4 separate regions of the Mus musculus genome follow, and regions 2, 3 and 4 are each linked to region 1. The links are chromatin contacts, called in public promoter capture Hi-C maps. All regions are on one chromosome and are shown on one strand. The core of a region is the stretch at or near the end of the contact, and the rest is flanking DNA. Distances in the headings are between cores, read along the strand shown.

Region 1 (3,635 bases), core at 786-3,285:
TTAGTGACTGACAGATCAGACTGCCAGGCCTTTAGGCCCTGCCCCACTCCCAGAACAGTCCTGTTTAGTCGGGTGGTAGAGATGGGCCTGTCTTATCCCTCACATAGGGCCTGGGGCTCAGCAGACACTGGCCAGTCCGGCCCTACAACGGCTGGCTTTGGATGCTCCATGGGCTCTGCCTGTGGAGACGAAAGCTTCCAGTGTGTGAATGCCGATGCATCCCAATGGGGGACACAACCCCACCTTCCTTAGGGGTCCCAGGATGAAGCTGTCCCCTCTAAGTCCTCTCTCCTGTCAGCAGTGGGTGGGCCAGACAGAGAGCATGGACTCTGAGCTCCCTTGTCATTCTGCTAAAGGAGAAGCTGCGGGTGAGCCCCAAGGAGCTTCGAACCTGTGCCCTCGGCCAGCAGCCCAAGACATGCCCACTCTTTGCCCTCCGCTCCACCAACAGACGTTGCCTTCCTGAAGCTCCCTCCACCCCTCACACCCCCACCAGCCACCCATTCTTGAATCTATCCCAGAACTGCTGGGCCGTCCAGCAGGGACGTGGCACGGGGCCCCGCCCATCCCTCTCTGACTCACTCTGATTCATTTTCTGGGACCAATTCCTCTTTCTTAGAGAAACTGAGGCCCAGAGAGGCTTTACTCATGGAGCTGTGGCCATCCTGCCACTCCAGCACCCTTCCCTTCTGCCTGGTACACTTCAGACAGGCAGTTGGAGAGTCCTGGAAGTGAGGTGGGTGGAAGCATGAGGTGTGAGAACCACCTAAGCATCCAGACACAGTCACCACACCCTCTGGTCCTGCCTCCTTCCCAGTCATTGCACCTGCAGGTCCTGGTGTCTGTACTACTGGGGGGTGGACGGTGGCAGGGAAAGGCCCCCCCATGGCACCACTTATTCCAGGCTTGGGGTCCCCGTTTTTCCCTTTACAAAGCTTCCCCAGGGACCTCCTGCTTGGGCAGGGCCACTTGAGCCTGGCAGAAACCCAGGCATCCCTAAAGTCACATTGCAGCCTCCCCAGCCATGGACCAGAGATGCTGCCAGCCAGTGGCAGGGCCCCTTCCGGATCAGTGCCCACCAGCTGTGTAGCCTCTGGCCAGATGCTTCCGGCTCCTTGAAGCTGAGGAGGCTTCTCAACACCTGGGTACACCAGCTGCATCGCAGCCCTCCCCCAGAGGGACACCTGCAGAGGCCACCAAGCTTTTGCCTCCCAAAGGCCATCTGGTGAAACCCCGGCGGCAGGGGTACAGGCTCATGACTTCTGGATGCTTTCTTTGGAGAGGCCTGGGAAACAGGCTCAGAGACGGCAGGGGACCGGCCCAAGGTCACACAGGAGTTTCCACTCCAGCTGTGGGCGCCCCCCGCCTATGGAGCGATCCATCCTAGTCTCCGGCAGAGCGGCTGCAGCGCCCACGTGGCCCAAGGCCCGGGCGGGAATCCGACTCCCCCTTTTCCCCCCATTACCAGCCCCGGGGCGGCGCCGTCCGGACGCAGAGAAGCTCCCCCCTCCGCCCGTGCGCAGCAAGACCTCGGCCTTTCGCGTTTGCACCCCCCACCCCAGGAATTTCACCCCTGAGCCGCGCCGCCGCGCCGCACTCTGGGCCCTGCACACCGGACAGATAGGGTCGAGGACCCCGGGGGAGGGGCCAGGTCTTCCAGACCCTGCACCGGGTCCCAAGGGGCCGTGCGCTCTGAAAGGAGGCGCTCGCAGGTGGGCGGATAAGCGGGGGGACAGGCAGGGCCCTGCGTACCATGGTGCCGCGGCGCTGGGAGCTCACAGGGCCCCGCAGGATCGCGCTGCCCCCGAGGGCCGGGCCCGGGCCGCTCCATGAAGCGCCGCGCTGGGGGCCGCCCCTGCGCAGGGCCCCGCGACCATGGCCCCGGGGGCGCGGCCGGCCGGGCGGGCGGAGGCGCAGGGCCGCGGCAAGTCCCGGCCGAGCAGCTGCGGCCCGGGAGCCTCGGGCGCGGCGGGCGGGGGGCGCGGGGCGCCGATTGGAGCCCGCGCGTCAGCTGGGGCCGCCGTCTGGACGCTTAAAGGGCCAGGCCGCCCTGCGTGCTGGCTGGGGGCGCGGACGCGCGCCGTCTCGATGCAGCTGCCCTCGGGAGAGCCTCGGGGTCCCCGGACCGACCCGGCTGGTGACGTGGGAGCGTTTGGACCGCTCGATCCCACCCTCCCGCGCGAAGTCCCTCTCTGCCCTTCTTTGCTGGGAAGTTCGTCCGGGAGTCTAACCCGGGTGTCCTCCCGCTGCTCTGCATGGGCGGGGCCAGGGTAGGCGTGAGGTCGCTGAGCAGAGCGCGCCGCCCCCCGACCCACCTGCTCCCCTGAGCCAGGCGACTCTGATGGACCCGTACCCCAGCCGCGCTCATCTCCCGCCCCCTGTGACTCCGGCTGCTCCGACTTGGGGGTGAGTCTGGGGTCTGTAGCTGCTCCGGCCTCCCACGCGTTTTGCTCTGAGTCTCCCGAACCTACCTGGGGGCCTCTGGCTGCAGAACCTCCGAGCAACCGCCGCAACGACGGAAGCCTTTCAGATGACCTACCTGGAACAGCCGGGTGGGGGCCAGAGGCCCAGGCCCGGCCGAGGGGCCCTCCGCGCAGCCTCGGCGCTGGGAAGATGCAGCTCGGCTTGCGGAACGCTGCTCTGGCACCGGCTCCGTGGGGGCAGGGGGCTGGCTGTGCTGGCAGGAGGCTGCGAAGGAACGCTGCCAGGCCGAGCGACAGCAGGGCGGGACTACGGACTACCACCGTGGTCTCTCCTTCGGACGCCCCGCACCCCTACCCACTGTTCAGCCTAGTCACTCTCCCAACACTGCTCCAGCCGGGCCATTCCACTCCAGCCATAGCAGTCTCCTTGGGTGTGCGCCTTCCTCATGGTGTGCTGTAGCTCTTTCTCTGGAGCCAAGCAGGTGTCATCAAATAGTCGAAGGTCTGTCCCCTCAGAATGCAAGGATCTCTCACTGGACATGGGCTGACTACCCCTGAGCAAGGAAGCTGAGTAGGTGAAGAAAGGTAGGGACAGTGAGGAGAGCCCCTTCCTTCACATGCGCAGGGCATGCCCCTACCTGGGTTCCCGAATCTGAGGCTCTAGGCTGAAGCTGTGAACCTGTCAATTACCGATGATGTCTCCTACACTTCCCAAAACCCAAGTTTCTCGTCTGACCCAGTTGATTGCTGCACTGACCTGGGAGGTGGGAAGGGCAGGGCTGTCTACCTACTGGGTGGACAAGGAGAGTCCCGCAGAGAGAGAAAACATGTAGACGCTGTGCTGGGAGGTTGGAAGAAGCTGGTACTGGCCTTGGCTAAGGTAAAGGAGTGACACCCCTACCCCACCCCCTGCTGTCTCATTTGGGTTCTCTGAACTCCGACTGAGGGCAAGAGGGCACACTGGGCTTGTCACTGGCAACAGCTGCAAAAGCCAGAAGCCCCGTTGTGTTCATGGCTGCAGAACTGAGTGGTCTGGACATGGGGTACAGCCAACTGGAGGGACAAGATGGGAGCAGAGGAAGGATTCTAGGCCACAACCTCAAGTTCTGTTGGTTGGTTTAGGGGCCAGAGCACTCATTACCATGATAGAGGTGGGTGCTTTAGACCCCTAAAGCTGAGTGACTCCAGGCCAAACTTCACTTTGGAGAACAA
Region 2 (3,391 bases), core at 1-2,500, 1.8 Mb after region 1:
GGCAGCTTCTGTGTACCAAAGCTGTGTGTTGAGGATCTCAGACCCCAGATTACCACAGATAAAGGGCAGGCTGACTCCCCCACCCCCACTCTGCTTGTCCTCTGTACACATGTACATCCAGGACTGAAGACTGAAGAAAGGGCCCGTCATCCTCCCCACCCTCGGTGCCATTTAGGCAGGACAGAAGGTCACCTCCCTACTACACCCGGGGGAGGGGAGAATGGAATCCTGAGGGTTGGACTAGCCACTGACAGCATTCATCTAGGACAGTCAGAAGAACCCAGAATGCAGCGGGAGCGGGGCTGGGAGGGGGAGGGTCGAGCTTCCACGAAGGCTTCCAGGAGGAGGAGGCAGTCCTTGCTGAGCCATCCTAGACGTTGTTGGGATTCCCTCAGGTGAGCAGAGTGAGGGTGAAACGTTCCAGGCGGTGCAGTCAGAACGGGAGAGAAAAGCGCTCTAGGTACTGGGTCGAACTGGCCCTGCCGTGGGCTGACGAGGACTCGGGTGGGCTCCTGAGAGAGAAGTTGACTGCTAGAACACACTTTCTTCTGCCTAGTAGTACAGGGAGTTGGCTGCGAGCCTAAGGAAGGTCTTGGCGGGAGCAGAGGAGGCAGCAATCCGCTGTAAGTAGCCAGGGTCCGGCCTAGGAGAAACCAGATTCTTTTTTTTTTTTTTTTTAAGGAGGGATGGGGGTGGGGAAGCTGGTTCCAGCAATCTCTACTTTAGGTATTGTTCGGAGTAAGGGCTCTGGCCCGAGGGCAGAGGTGAAGGCCAGGCCCTAGGATGACCTTTTCTTCTCTCCTCATCCCTGGCTGGTCTCCAGTCTGAGCTAACTTTCTGCGGGATCTGGGAAAAAGAGGTGGGGTGAGGGCCGGGGAAGGGTCCTCAGATTGAATTGATAATAATCTGCCCTGGGCGGGTGGAGGCAGGGGAGGAGCTTCCATCGCTCGCAGCCTCAGTCTACCCAGTCTGCAGCTCGGGACTGCTCGGCGTGGAGAAGCGGGCATCTCTAGGACCCGGCTCTGCACGAAGCTCGGCTCCGCGATCTTAGGAGCCGAGCGCGGAGCAGCGGCGTCGCGGCCCGGTCACAGTCCGCGGGGAGGCTCGAGGCGGGGGAGGGGGCGGTGCCTCCGGGGCGGGGCCGAAGGCTGCGGGCTGCGGGGCGGCCTGGCGGGAGGCCCGGCGTGCGTCAGCGCCGTGAGCCCCGGAGTTTTCCACTGACGAGGAGGGCGGAGCCGCGGGCGGGGCCGGGGCTGAGCCAGTCTCTCCCGCCGCCGCCGGACGCGCAGACCTGGGCCGGCTGCACCGACGGCCGCCCGGCCGAGCGCACTGCGGGTCGCTGTGTGCGCTGCGACCCTGGGGCCGGCACACGAGTGGCTTCGGTGAACTGGGCGAGCCCTGCTAGCTTAGGTGAGTGCCACGGTTCCTGAACGCGGCGGGATGGGAAATGGGGCAGGGGGCGTCTCGGGTGAGTGGCGCTGTCACTCCAGCTCCCCGCTGATCTCCCTTGGGTCCTCCGGAGGGGACGCCGGGATCCGGCCTCCGAGCCCGACTGGAGATCTGGCGCCTGGAGTGAGAGCCCACGGCTGCGAGGTGGCGGGGGGGGGGCAGGCTTCCCCTCCCCCGCCTCGTTGTGGTTACCCCAGATGTCCAGGCGCCCCAAAGCCGGGCGCAGGTGGCAGTGGGACGGGGCGCGCGTGCCCGCGGGTGAGTTTCCTTTTGACCTAGTTGCCTGAGAACTTTTCAGAAGTTACTCGCGTGGCCGGGGCAGGTGACATTGGTCGTCTTCCTCCTCGGGCTCCCTAGGGGGAGGGTGCCCGAGCTGCGGCGTGTGCCGGGCGCCCTCGGCAGGCGGGGGTCAGGGAGGGTTTGGAGGGATGAGTGAGGAATGAGCGAGGCTTGGTGAGTCACGGACCCCGGGAGGGAGGCGGGGGGGAGAAGGATTGTGTCGTATGTTCACCTGTCACCGTCACACTCAGAGGCCACTGCCGTGAGTCACCGGGGCGCAGCTACACCGACCACCCGCGGGCACACGTAGGCTCTCTCCCACGCACCTCTACTCCCTCTTCTGCATGCATTTCCTCTCCTTCCTCAGTTTCCCCTTCCCGGAGGTCCTTTCGCCTTCATGTACTGTAGAAAAGCCTACACCACAGCAACGGCCACACACTTAGTCACTCGGGTTGCCGATACAGTCACTCCCAGATGTAGCCCACCTTCCTGACAACAGAGAATTCCTCCCTCCTCTCTAGCTACCCACCCAACATCTCTGGACCGAAGTCTCAGCCTTCTGCAGAGAGTAAGTCAATACTCTCTGCCCCCAAATCTTTGACAGCCCCGCCCACATCTCCCGAGCTGTCACCAAATCCACCCCCTTTTCTCCTTTGCGCTTGTCCTGTCAGTTCACCTGGCCCTACCCTGTGTCCTACGGGTCACACCCTCTCTGGCTCAGGCGCTGAGCCATCTTTCAACCATGCAAATCTAGAATTGTCAGTCCTTACTTACGCACTTGGGTGGCTTCCTGTGCCCTCGGGCTAACACAGGCCCTCTTAGTTGCATCGCCACCAGAAGGCGCACTGGCTGTCCTTGCTCCAGTCCCTGTACCATGCAGTGTGACCCCCCCCCCCCAATCTGGAACTCTGCCAACATCCCTCCTTCAGAGGAGCCTGCCTCGTCCCCAGTTCTACCCTTCTTGCCTATCCTGTATAACTCCTACTTGAGAGGTGTTAGTTGTAGGTGCTTTACCTGTGTGCCCAATGCCTGTCATAGTGTTTGGCCTTTAGGAAGCTTAGCCAGGATTAGATTGATGAATGAATGAATGAATGTGAAAAACTGGCTTAAGGTGGAGGAAGGGGTGACTGTCAAGTGCAGTTTTCCCTGGGTAGAACTGAGTATTTTATACAGCCAGCAAACATTTGGCATTTACCCAGGGCAGGGCCCTGGAGTCTGAATCGAAGGAACTGTCCCCTCCCCCCATCACTTTCTGAGGCATGGGTGGGGGAGGGGTACGTCAGTGCTTCCTGTCTGCTGTGTCTTGAGCTGCCCAGCACTTTGTCTCCGTGAACTGCTTGTAGGTGATTTTCCGCATCCCAGGAAGCCCTTCAGGAGGGTCTGGGGTCCTGTGACCCTAGGTGTTGGAGGTGGGGGCATGACTGATCAAGACCTGGGGTTCTGAGGTCAAAGGACACATTCTTCAGATTCCTGGAAGGGGGAATCAAGGCCGCCAAGGGGCTGGGGACTGGAGCACACTGGCGGGCTGAGGCTTCCAATAGCTGCCGCTTGTTGCCTGGGTGGAATAGCCTTCGCTGGTTCAGTGTATTAAATAGCTATGGTCACTAGACTGGGGTGACATTCCGTTCTCTGGGCTGTCAGCGCCTGTGTGTGGTGGCAGGAA
Region 3 (3,518 bases), core at 586-3,085, 1.3 Mb before region 1:
AGGAGCTAATGCTTTAACTTTCCAGGCTGTGAGGAGGTCAGAGGCCAGTGGCTGGTCCACCATCTCCATGTGGCTGACACTTAAGGGCTGCACTCCCAGGCCGCCCTGGAAGCAGCCCAACTTGTCAACCCTTGGCTGGGTATCATGGTTCTCTTTACAGTGGGTCTGGTCTATCCACCGACTGGCCTCACTGCTCCTTGCTCTCCTTCCAGGTGGGTGGAAACTTCCTGTGGATCAGGGTGAGCCCACAGAGGATGAGGAACACCCCTCCCCACCATAAGATCTCCTGGCACTCTCCATACAGCAGGTAGCCTAAGATGGCCTGTGGAAGAGACAGCTGTAAGGGACCTGGCCTACCCTGGTAGGCTCCACCATTCCTTGGCTGATTTCTTCCTGAGGGGCTAGAGGCCAAAGTCTGGTGCTTTGCATCCAGCAACCACCTTCATGATCAATCCACGTATTTCTGTCTCCTCTGTGGACGTAAGAGGTTACCACCCCAGCTGAGCACTGAGGCTCAGCAGGCTAGCAGGTAGGGCCAGTACGGACATAGCTAGTACCCAGTAATCATAAACCCAAGTTAAGCTGTCTTCCAATTCAAGACTGGGTTCCCTTGACCAGACCCCCTAGACCCCATAGCTAATGTTAGAGTTCTTGATTGAGATAGCTGGTGTTATCCCAGAGTGACATAGGTTTCACTCCTAAGTTTTCCATGTTTAACTGTTCCTTGCCTGGAGACAGCCCAACTTTTGTTTTACTCCCTGTCCTTTCTAGAGCCTGGAAAATCAGGGGTTTCCCAAGGACAACTAACTCACCAAGAACCCTAAGAACAAGGTCACCAGGCTACTCACCGAGCAAAGTATGTTCGAGAAAGTCACTGTGACAGATGCAATGGCTGAAGACATAGAGAAACTGAGGCCCCGGCTAAAGAAGGTCCACATCAGAGAATTGGCGCTTGCCATGGCAACGATGCCTAAGACACATAAGCCAATATTGACCTGCAGGAGAAAGTGTCACTGAGCTACAACCACCATGGGCATAACCTTGAAAGACTGGGAGATGTTTACACGTCTCATACAAAGCATATGCGGACCCTGACTGATAGGCAGAGGAATTTGCCTGCAGACAGGGGGCAGGGTTATCTTCCACGAAGACCTCAAATTTCTTGTAGCTGAGTAGCCTTCTGGAAAGATATGACTTTACAAAAGGACTGTAAGTCGCCAGAAATCTATATCAAGCAGTCCCCTGTTCAGGTCAGGATCGAATTCTCTGATGCAGAAGCTCCGCAGGCGCTCAGTCCGAACTCTTGCCAAGGACAGGAAGAGATGGGCAACCGGTTATCTCACCTTAGGTGTCACGTGCTAAAAAAGCTATGGCAAGGGGACTTAAACTGAGAGGTGGGCTTCGAGGTCCTCCCCCAGGAGGCAGTGCCTAAAACCAGGTGGTCCAACATGGGCGCAGGCGGGAACCCAGGTTAAGCCGCCCTCCTCCCCGCCCCGCCCCGCCCTCCCCCGCCCCGCCCTCCCCCCGCCCCGCCCTCCCCCCGCCCCGCCCTCCCCCCGCCCCGCCCCCGCGTGGCGCCCCGGGCTGCACCTGGCTCCCGAAGGCCAGCTTGGCGGCGGCGGCGGCCAGAGCCCCGAACGCCCCGGCGCACAGACAGTTGAACACGCCCCAGAAGCGGCGCCGCATCGCGCCTTTCTGTAGGCGAGCGGGTAACTCCACGGGTGAGTCAGGGTAAGCGGCCGCAGACACGGCGGCACCCGAGGACTGCGGACCGGCCGCCATGAGGCCCGCTGCGCCCGCCACGGCCGACTGCCACGCACGCCGCCACCCGCCGTGAGCCCGGCTAGGGCGGAGCCAGGCGAGTGAGGCGAATCTGCTGCAGTGGAGTCCGGAGCCGAGCCGAGCCGAGCCTACAAATGAAAGGAATCTGGAGCCCATACCCTGCAGCGTGTGCAAACCCGCGACTAAGGAGAGCCTGCGGCTCCGGCGAACCTGGGGGATGGGAATCCGGTAGCGAGGACCGTGCGCCACTGAAGGAAGCGTGCTACCGAGAGGTACCTACTGTGAGAGAGGAATCTGCTGACGTGAACTTGGGGAGGAGGGGAGTTTATCTCCGAGGAGAACCTGCGGCGGAAGTAACCTTGTTTCTGAAAGAGCCCTGCAGTCAAGGGGAACCTGCTTCTGAGAAGACGGGGAGGTCTGCCACTTTACATGGATGCGCACCTAACATGCTAATCCTGAAGCCAAGCTGCACCTTCAAAGCACCTCTGCTCCCTCGTGGACGCAGGAGATGATGGATCTGGAGACCGGCCGCTTGAGACAGAACGTTGTTTGGGAAAACGTTTGTTCTGCCTGGACCATCAGAAGCACAGTCACTTCTAAGTTCGTGTAAAGTAATTGAGAACGACAAAAAAATTGAAAAAACAACCAAAAAAAAAAAAAACCCAAACAAACCGTAAAATGTCATCTACTGTCGGTAATTCCAGATGCTTAGGATGCTGAGGCAGTTAATGGTCATCCTGAGCAACTTAGGGAGACATTGTCTCACTTGAGAGGGCTGGCAGCCAGGCATGGTGGCACACACCCGTAATCCTAGCACTTCTGAAGCTGAGGTAGAATTACTGAGTTTGAGGCCAGCCTGACCAACAGAGAGGTACTAAGCAAGCCAAGGACTTTTTGAGACTCTCAAAAAGTTTTTGTTTTTGTAATAAAGGAGAGTTGGGGTTATAGCTCAGTGCTTCCATAATACATGAAAAATCCTGAATTCAGTCAATGGCAGTGTGTATGGATATATGTTAGGGATACATTTCCTTAAAGGAGAGCTGTAGAAGTGTATAACGTGAGCTAAGTGTGGTGGTTGGTACACATGAGGAAGCAGAGGCAAGTGGATCTCTGTGAGTCCGAGAACAGCCTGCTCTAAATAGCTCTACATAGCCAGGGCTACACAGCAAAACTTGTTTTGTTGATATATAAAATACAAATAATATTTAATGTATGGGGCTTGGAAGAAACACTTTATTCCCTGTTAAAGAGCTTTTTCATGGACATTCTTACATGCTACCTTGCTTCTCATGCGGGTGGTTTTGTGGATGAAATAAAAGGATGGATTACTGGGGTTTGGAGAGATTGCTTAGCAGTTAGGCAGCTTGCAACCTTCCCACAAGTGCCTCCCAACCTCATACCTCCAGGGGTTCCACTATTTTCTGGCCTCCAAAGGCACCTATCCTCATGTACATATATATACACCTGAACACAGATACACATTAATACATAAAATTAAATTTTAAATAAAAAGAATAGATTATCCCAATTAGTCCTATGTGGTATAAACCACTCCAATTTGCAGATAAGGAAGTTGAGACTCAAGGGTACTCACTGTACTATTCCACTTAATAATGGAGATAGTGTGTGGCAACAACTGATAGGAGAAGCTAAAACAAATCTAAGCTGCATCTGTCAAAGACTTTATCCCACGGATTATAAAGGTAATTAACAGAAATGACCTTCATGTTCTGGCA
Region 4 (3,266 bases), core at 478-2,977, 1.8 Mb after region 1:
TTCCATACGCTCTGAAGAACTGCAGGGCTGGGTCGCTGCTGTACCTCTCTAGGCCCACATTCGCAGCCTGCAGCACATGGTGGAAGTACTTTTCCTGGCTGTAGTAAATGATCGAAGCCTGCATGAAAAGAAAGAACATGGTTGCCATAGCTCCCGTCCCTCCATCTTTGTTCTGGTCACGATGGGGTGAGACCCACTCCTGTTGAGGTGACCCATTCCTTCTCACGTCTACAAACAGGAAGGGAGAGGCAGCATTCAGGCCTGGCCTTCTCCTTCTGCAGCCCTGGGAAGGAAGGCGCTCCAGGGAGTTTGGCTACGGCAGAGGTTTTAGGTGACTGGGGGATGGTCAATACACCATGTAAGCTTCAAGTCAGGCTCATCCTAGGCTGGGAAGGAAGGGGACTGAGGAGTGGTCATTTTCAGGGTCTCCATGTCCTCCGCTATACACATCTTGGTATCTTTCACAGCTAAAGAAGCTGAAGCCCAGGGAGACACAGCCCATGGAGATCACACAGTAATTGGGGCTGAGATTTCAAAGCAAAAGCTCACTTCCTCTAAGGTTTGTGGGTGTTGAGTTGGGGATAGATGTGGTTAGGTCGTAAAAGCCTCATGGGCCATTTGAAAGAGCCTAGACGTCAGACAGGGTCATCAACAGGAACCAGCTCGAATGGCTTTAAGTAGGGGAGTGAAGTTTTCAGATTTTTAAAACTTTTGGCAGAGCCTGGTGTTCATGTATCCCAGACTGGCCTCAAACTCAACTATGGTGAGTTTCTGACCCTCCCTCCCCACCTCTCCGGTGCTAGGATTAAAGGCACCTACCACCACACCTGTTTTATGGCTATCAGGGCTTGGTGCATATTCTAGGAACTGAGCCAGATCCCCAGTTACCTCAAATGATATTCTAAAGAAATGACTCTGGCTGTTGCGTGCAGTGATGTGTGGGTGGCTGCAGGTGGCACATGGGTAATGCCAGGCAGTAGTGCTGGTGCAAAGAGCCCAAGTAGAGAAACCAGGCCAGAGGTGTCTAAGGGAGAGATACATGGTGGCTCTGGAGACTTTGGAAGCTGACACTTCTCGTTAGATTAGGAACAGGGTTGGAGGTGGGCATAGACCTCATAGCAGTGGAACACAGATGGCTTAGGTGGGAGGCAGATGCGATAATGGACAGGCACGGATTGGTTTGGGGGATAGGATCAGGTCTGGGTGCTAATTTGAGGCTAGGGGTGCAGAGGACACTGAGGGGAAATGCTTTGGTTAGGGAGCTGAGGAAGATGGAAGGACTTCTAGAAGCTGCCAGAGTAGTGAACAGAGGGGTAGAGGTGGTTGGGGGGTGGAAGTAGCCTAAGAGTAGAGATGGCCAGAGGGCAGGCAGCAGGGTGGATGGTGTGGCAGAGGGTGGCCCAAGGGCAGATGGCCAGAGAAAGCAGAAAGGTAACCCCAGAGCAGAAATGGTCAGAGAGCAGAGAGCTAGCCCAGGGCAGCAGTCCTGACTGCAGAAGTAGTCCCGAGCGCAGGCGGCCCAGAGTTCACGCACCATGAGAGAGGAGTCATCGCTGCTCATGGCTGCAGCCCGGCTCAGGTGATGACCGGCTGAGCGGGATTCCCAGCTCTGGCCGCCCAATTCGCAGCCCAGCTCACGGCCGGAAGTCTAAGGCGCGCGCGTCCTTGGCAACCTGGCTGCTGGCCTGTTGCTAAGAACTGTGACATCCGGGAGGGCGTGGCCTGGCCCCACGTGACTAGGCCACGCAGCAGCGGGAGAGGGCGGCCATGGGGCTAGGGGCAAGCAGCGAGCAGCCGGCGGGCGGCGAGGGCTTCCATCTGCACGGGGTGAGCCGGGGTGGTGGAAGATCACCAGGGAGGGTTGCACAGCCCCGAGGCCTGCAGTGACCTCCCTGCATGCCTTGCGAGGCCCAGCGCGTCCAAGATCCGAGGCCCCTTCTCTAAGGAGCATTGCAAGGGGCTGGGAGAGCTCGTGGGCTTTGGGAAAGCTGCTGAAGAGGGGGTGAAGTGGCCAGAATGACTGGAGCCAGGGTGGGCATTGGGACCCCAGAGTGAAACATCCCGAGACCTAGATGGGGCCCTACGTGTCACTTGCAGGGAGGTACGAGCGAACAGGCTGCTGGGAAGTATAGTCTGGTTGATAAAGAACGCCGTATGGAGTTGGGGATAGAAAGATCTTTGAACTCAGCTCCCCTGTTTTGCCCCTTTGAAAAGCAGGTAGATGCAGAGCTGTGTGGAGGCGGGCAGGTTTGTCAGGTTGTCTGGCTGTTGGGTCAGCCTGCCTGCCTTCATTCCTTCAGACAGGATCTTGGTACTTAGTTCAAGCTGTTGTTAAACTCTCAGCTGCTCTTTCTCGGTTCCTCTTAAATCTTATCTATCTATCTATCTATCTATCTATCTATCTATCTATCTATCTATCTATTTATTTTGTGGGTGTCTCATTATGTATCCCCGACTGGCCTGGAACTTGCTATGTAGGCTAGACTGGGCTGGAACCTACAGAAATCCATCTGCGTGCGCCTGCCTCCTGAGCCATTATGCCTCTCTGGTCTATGTCAAAGGAAGTCTGGAGTCAGGGCTAGGGAAGCGGTTTCTAGCTGGAGAGCCACATTGGCTTTACAGATCAAAGTGACAAGATTTGTGCTTGGGGGTTGGCAGACATTGGGATGCATCCAACCGGGGGTGTTTTAAAACAGGTTCACGGGAAGTCAGGAGTTTGGGATCTTTGCACAAGGGCTGAGGGAAGTGAGGTGGTGGGGGTGGTGGACGGAGTGAAGGCAAGGGGGGCTGGTTAAAGGGGGACAGGTTGATCAGGTCAGAGGATGAGGACCCGTTACAGAGATGTGTTTTTGGTGTGTGTGTTGTTTTTGTTTGTGCACACGAGTGTGCAAACCAGAGGTTTTAGATCCCTTTAAGTTGGAGTTATAGGCATTTGGGAGCTGTCACACTTGCATGCTGGGGACTCAACCCAGGTCGTCTGATAGAATAATAGGCTCTTTTAACTGCTGACCTATTTCTCCAGTCCCTTTGTTTGTTTGCTTGTTTTTTCTTTGAGACAGGGTTTCTCTATGTAGCCCTGGCTGTCCTGGAACTCACTCTGTAGATCAGACTGGCCTTGAACTCAGAAATCTGCCTGCCTCTGCCTCCCAAGTGCTGGGATTAAAGGTGTGTGCCACCACTGCCCGGCTGTTTTTGATGTAGGATGGCCTTGAGCTCTTGATACTTCCCGAATCCCAGGATTACAATGTGCACGAGTATACCTAGCT

What was found. Promoter capture Hi-C pulls out the DNA fragments that hold promoters and counts their contacts.
Region 2: a contact with region 1 is called in a promoter capture Hi-C map of second pharyngeal arch cranial neural crest. The contact joins the promoter of Csrnp1 here to the promoter of E530011L22Rik in region 1. A contact is called at or near these places in 2 of 39 promoter capture datasets (pre-B cells and second pharyngeal arch cranial neural crest), 1 of 484 Hi-C or Micro-C datasets (B cells) and 1 of 9 other capture datasets (adipose tissue).
Region 3: a promoter capture Hi-C map of embryonic stem cells shows a contact between it and region 1, with 5 times the contacts expected there. The contact joins the promoter of Tmem42 here to the promoter of E530011L22Rik in region 1. A contact is called at or near these places in 3 of 39 promoter capture datasets (cranial neural crest, embryonic stem cells and liver), 3 of 484 Hi-C or Micro-C datasets (all in embryonic stem cells) and 1 of 115 datasets of contacts at active chromatin or transcription factors (embryonic stem cells).
Region 4: a promoter capture Hi-C map of cranial neural crest shows a contact between it and region 1. The contact joins the promoter of Gorasp1 here to the promoter of E530011L22Rik in region 1. A contact is called at or near these places in 2 of 39 promoter capture datasets (cranial neural crest and pre-B cells).

Annotation. Positions count from the first base shown.
Region 1 is chr9:121,758,343-121,761,977 of GRCm38.p6, reverse strand. E530011L22Rik (RIKEN cDNA E530011L22 gene) reads left to right here and starts at 2,035. Exons shown (of 1, transcript NR_033503.1): 1 at 2,035-3,635. It overlaps Zfp651 (zinc finger protein 651), which reads right to left and starts at 1,945. Exons shown (of 6, transcript NM_001166644.1): 1 at 1,753-1,945. The coding sequence starts at 1,755.
Region 2 is chr9:119,981,638-119,985,028 of GRCm38.p6, reverse strand. Csrnp1 (cysteine-serine-rich nuclear protein 1) reads left to right here and starts at 1,250. Exons shown (of 5, transcript NM_001357562.1): 1 at 1,250-1,410. It overlaps Gm33800 (a long non-coding RNA gene), which reads right to left and starts at 1,184. Exons shown (of 4, transcript XR_871355.3): 1 at 1-1,184.
Region 3 is chr9:123,019,643-123,023,160 of GRCm38.p6, reverse strand. It overlaps Tmem42 (transmembrane protein 42), which reads right to left and starts at 1,835. Exons shown (of 3, transcript NM_025339.4): 1 at 1,591-1,835; 2 at 849-995; 3 at 1-322. The coding sequence starts at 1,782. The coding sequence ends at 188.
Region 4 is chr9:119,936,019-119,939,284 of GRCm38.p6, reverse strand. Gorasp1 (golgi reassembly stacking protein 1) reads left to right here and starts at 1,727. Exons shown (of 9, transcript NM_028976.2): 1 at 1,727-1,827. The coding sequence starts at 1,768. It overlaps Ttc21a (tetratricopeptide repeat domain 21A), which reads right to left and starts at 1,679. Exons shown (of 29, transcript NM_028735.3): 1 at 1,535-1,679; 2 at 1-118. The coding sequence starts at 1,561.